Linked DNA regions of Zea mays: region 1 is linked to region 2. A link is a contact called in public Hi-C data. All regions are on one chromosome and are shown on one strand. The core of a region is the stretch at or near the end of the contact, and the rest is flanking DNA. Distances in the headings are between cores, read along the strand shown.

Region 1 (2,700 bases), core at 147-2,646, 140 kb before region 2:
TCGTGATTAGTCGGATGACTTGACAACACTGCATCTATTCTACACTAAGGGAATATACAGATATGCAGAACATAGTACAAGAATAAACAACAGAATCCGCTATCTATAAATGAAAGAATTTTGTAACTAGCCACACACAAATGTAACATCCACACATTTACTTATATAAAATACAGTCATTTATGTTACTTCACTGCAAATTAACATGTCAATAAAATGATAGCACAATGAATAATGCAGATTCGCTAACCTTAAAATCACCAAGAATTTTAAGCAGCCTGTTTGAATCAGGACAATCATCCAAGAAGAATTCAGTGATGGCCATGTTATGGTGTACCTGAAATTTCAAAATTGTGACATCACATGAAAGGAAAACAATTCTGATAGAAGAATTATTTCTTCTCAAAGCAAAAGAAGAAAGTGTATTGGTCTAAGCTAATGGTTGTCCTATACAAAGACAATGGAAATTGGAAAACCATATTGTCCACCATTCCAAAGTAACTGTTTACCTTGCTGTTTTCAGAATTCAGATAGATTATGTTCTGAATTTATAGCATAATAAGGCGGCCAGATTAAACAGTTTCACTGAACAAGTTACCTTAGGCACAATTTCTGAGAAAACAGAACCGTACATAATAACATGGATGTTGAGTAAAACTGGGTGGTGGCATTCGAAAAGGCAGCTCAAGAAACAGCTGCATGCACACGCACAGAGAACAAGATATGGTGAAGATGAATCCATACAGCAAAGTTCATAAGCAAACTTGAACCTGTCTTGAACCCCTCGCCTAACAGACATCTCAAACAGACAGTACAGTTGGAACTCAAAACAACCATGAGAACTCAAACAACTATGAACTACACAGTTGGAACTTGGAACTCAAACATACATGATTGGAACCCAAACAGCCAAACCAGACCAATTGTACATAACCACAGATGTGTCTAACCTATTGATTTGCTATGTTAGTGTCCAACAATAGATTCCGCACACAAACTTAAACTGCAAGAGCTCCTAACTCCTCTTTAGGAAAGACACAAAGAGTAGTTACAAGTGCACCTTGAGATCGCCCTCTTTCTTGTCCAGCAGCCTCGTGAGCACTGCGGCACAGTCGGCGTAGCGGCAGCCCTGGAACGCTACAGCGGCTTCCTTCGCCATGGCCGCCGTCGCAGAGAGCATCGCGTCCTCCTCCGCCGCAGGCTGAAGTGGCGGCGCCTCCTTCGCCGCCGGGGGTTCCATCCGCTGGATCTCGTTTGGATGGAGCGGTTGTACCGTAGGTGCAGGGAGCGACGGGAGCGAGGAGATCCCGCGCTGCCGCGGGGAATAGGACTGGCAGAGATAGGTCGGCGGGCGAGGTAGGAGGCAGGCTAGGCCGCTAGGGTTTGGAAGAAGCGACGACGAGGGGAACTGGGGGAGATGGGGAAGGCGATGGATGGAGAGAGCGGCGGTTGCTCCTTTCCTTTCCTGATTCCTGATTTCACGTGTTTTACAAATTTACTATTGCTTCCTCTTTTTAATGGTCTCTTTCATCATTTTATTTTGCCATCTATCTTCTCATACCACTAATCCTACCACTAAAAGCATCTCCAACAATAAACTCTAAAATAGAGTCCTAAATTTTAAAATAGTATCATATTTAACGTGTTTAGAGCCTAAAAAAGTTTTCACTTCAACAGTTGAGTCTTAAATAATAGTATTTAGAAAATAAATCATATTATTAGAAAATAAGATAAAACGAGGATATGGTTATAGCATATAGGGTATTATATTTAAGGACCCGAGAGACCGATCACTATAGTCATGGATGAAATTTTATAAAATAGAACCATCGTTGGAAGAGTATTTTATGGTTAGGGCCATGTTTAGAGTCCCTCTTGGAGATGCTATAAAAGATACATGAAGAGAAGATAATTGGGCTAGTCACTAATACCTAGCTGAGAGTGAGTTACTCATAGATTCCAAGACAGCTTGTGAGAGGAAGAGGTGGATTCAGTATTACTCAATGTCCCTGTATTGGGACGGTACATAATTATATTTGATACTCATAAAAATAAGTTTAACCGCAAAGTGAATATATGGTCCACATATCAGATATTAAATTGATGAAAACAAATATTATGTTTTATCTTAGTCAAAAGGTGAAAGTCGCCTAGAGGGGGTGGATAGGCGAAAACTGAAATTTACACTTTAAACACACTACAAGTCGAGGTTAGCGTTAGAATAAAATCCAAGTCCGGGAGACAGGGGAAAACAAATCAACCAAGAAAATAAAGCGGATGACATGGTGATTTGTTTTACCGAGGTTCGGTTATAAAGAACCTAGTCTCCGTTGAGGTGGTCACAAAGACCGGGTCTTTTTCAACCATTTCCCTCTCTCAAACAGTCACTTAGACCGGGTGAGGCTTCTTCCTTAATTCACGGGTCACTTAGACTCAGCAAGGATCACCACACAATTGGTGTCTCTTGCCTCGCTTGCAAAGCACTTGAGAGTAAGAAGTGAGAAAGAAAAGAAAGCCAAGCCAAGCAAACAAGAGCAACAAGAAACACAAGTGATCCTCTCACAAGTCCTAATGCACTAGAATTGAATTGGGGACTTTGATCGGATCTTTGGCTTTGATTTGTGTCTTGGAGTGTTGCACTTTGCTCTTGTATTGAATGGAGAGTGATGAATGCTTGGATGGTTGGAGTGGAGGTGGTTG
Region 2 (2,700 bases), core at 45-2,544:
CCAATGGACTTAAAAGGGTATTTTCTCAATACCATGTTCTCAACAATTTAAATTTTTTCTATGATAACCATTGTATATAATATAGTTGGCCAAACATTATTCTGTAGGGTTAATACAAGCTACGTCGTTCTACAAGCTATGGTCATGTGGGGGAGTGGTAGACGAATGAAATTTAATAGGGTGAGTGGAGTACGTTTGGTTCATGTTCAAACATACATTTCAGTTACATAATATAAATTTGACGTTTTGTTCTCTTGTGTTTTTGTGTGTAGGATGCAAAGATTCTTCGAAGGAACTTTGTAATTGATCTATTAAGTGACGAGGAGAATTCATGCTGCTATGCTATCCCTCCAAATATACAACAACGACTTATCAGTATCGCTAAAAAAGATTAGATTAATGTACGATTGTCGACATATTTGACTATTATTAGAAATTGTAAGACATCATAATTATAATTTAGATTGCATCAATAAACAGGTTGATATAGACCAATATGGTTTGTGTGTGGTTTACAGGTTTTAAATCTCTACTAACTATTAAGGGGGCAGTGTACTAAATCTATTTTACATCTTGTCATCTACGCGAAATCCATTTTTTCTATTGATGCACCTAGATACCAAGCTCACCTATTTTGGTTGGAGTTGGGAGTTTTAGATAGGAGGAGCAGAGGGTGATCGAGGTGCAGATTAGGATGTGGCAGCAGGGGGTACAGGACAATGTAGAGCAGATGAAGGACAAGCAGACTGCAACTTTGGATGATGTACTAGCATCAGCACAAGTTGATTCGTGCAATACCGATGGTGCATCAATAATAGACGTGTAGAACTATATATTTTCCATGTCTTCTTTTTCTCGTGTATTATTTTCCAAATCCGAAGAACATCTGCCATGATATAAGCTTTCTTGTGCAGACCACTTTTTTGTGTGCTTGCAATTGCAACTCCATTGCTTTTTCGTCATGTGGGGAGGTTAGTCCACCTATTGTTTTCAGGTCCCAATAAATGCACAAGCTGTGAGTTTGTTTTTTTTCCTAAATATTATAACACATTTGTAACCTTTTCCTATAATATTATAATACATTTGTATATGAATTATCGTGATATTTTATCTTCTCGTTGCAACGCACGGGCATCCACCTAACAGTGTATACGAGTGGGTTGAAAGCTAGGCTATAAAGGTTCTTACAACCAATAATTAGCTATACTATTAAAATCTACAGGCTCTATACTAGTGGGTTGAAAGGTAGAGATAGATGAGACTTGCTCTTAAGTCGTATTCATGCGTTGTCCAGCCGTTCACATTGTGGGGAAACGTACGGCCATTCCCGTTCCCCGCCGCCCCTCGCCTCCGCTGCACGCGATCGACGATCCACAGCCACCACCTCTGCGTTCCCCACCGGAGCATCTTCACCAATCACCACTGGGCTGGCTCCCGCGTTCCCCACTGGATTTCTGCACCCAGCGCTTCTTCTGAAATTTAGAAGGCGGTGGAACCGTCAAATCAAATGGAGGGATCCTCTTACGCGTCAAGGAGCTACAGCGAACTAGCTGCCGCAGCTTCCGGAGGTGGAAGGACGCTGAGGGTAATACCGCTGCGGCATCCGCTGGGTTCTCTGTCGACGTCTTCCACGTCGCCGTGGTGGCGGGCGGTGGTGGGAAGGGCTCGGGGCATGGGGCCGCTTGATTGGGCGGAGGCGGCCTTGCCGTGTGTGGCGTGGACACGGAACTACAGATGGAAGCAGGACCTCCAGGCCGACCTCGCCTCGGGCATCACCGTTGGAGTCATGCTTGTGCCCCAGGTACACCCACTGGCTCCCGACGTATGTTTTTTTTGAGATACTCCGTCTACTAGATTGTTGTGTTGCTTATAAGGATTTGAGTGTCTCCTTGGAGAAACGAGCTTCCAATAGTTTGTAACGCAGATTATTTGCAATCGATACAGATGTAAGATTTTTTGGAGAATCACATATTAGCAAGATCGTCTAGCCATTTTGGTGTATTATTTGCTATCATGGTTCGAAAATGTTTGTGCTCCAAACATCTAGGGCATTAACAGAATATTTTTTTCCTTATTAAGCTCCTTGTCTTTATATATGCTTGGCAGGTTATCCGCGAACCTGCATATAGGATTAATTATGTGTTAGCAGCCCGCCTCGATCTCATGGGGAAGAAGTAACAGATCGGGGTTGGAAGCAACCAGATGGGGGAGGAGAACGTGTGTAGCAAGTTCAGTTTACAAAGTTCATAACCCTCATTCCCACCACCGGCACATATATAACAGGCACTCTACTTGGGCCCCCAACCTACTGCCACTCCGGGCCTGCCTAATGCACAGTGGGTTTCCTCCTACACTGGCCTGTCCACTTGTAGGGGAGCTGACACCCCCTCCTTGCGACAACGCTTGCCTCCAAGCGGTAGTGTCTGAGAACATCACATTAAGGGTGGCTTCATACCATTACCATCGAGCCCGGACCAACGCACCAACACTTGATCGATGGAGAAGTCATTCCGGGAAATTGTTCTACGATCCAGGACCTATGCGGGATACTGAAGAGCGAGGTCAGTAGTAGGAATTGTTGCAGTGACCTGTTGTGCTGGATGAAGCGATTGCTTCAATTGGGAAACATGTAAGACCGGGTGAACCGTAACAGAGTCCGGAAGGCGCAACTTATAAGCCACCTTACCCACTTTCTGAAGG

What was found. Hi-C and Micro-C count contacts between places; a contact is called where the count stands out from the background.
Region 1: a Hi-C map of ear shows a contact between it and region 2, with 2.6 times the contacts expected there. The contact joins the promoter of LOC100383212 here to the promoter of sfp7 in region 2. A contact is called at or near these places in 6 of 25 Hi-C or Micro-C datasets (ear, endosperm, leaf and 1 more).

The regions. Positions count from the first base shown.
Region 1 is chr2:166,023,412-166,026,111 of Zm-B73-REFERENCE-NAM-5.0, reverse strand. LOC100383212 (Tetratricopeptide repeat (TPR)-like superfamily protein) reads right to left here and starts at 1,396. Exons shown (of 6, transcript NM_001175874.1): 1 at 1,061-1,396; 2 at 251-337. The coding sequence starts at 1,240.
Region 2 is chr2:165,883,477-165,886,176 of Zm-B73-REFERENCE-NAM-5.0, reverse strand. sfp7 (sulfate transporter7) reads left to right here and starts at 1,294. Exons shown (of 17, transcript NM_001319700.1): 1 at 1,294-1,801. The coding sequence starts at 1,508.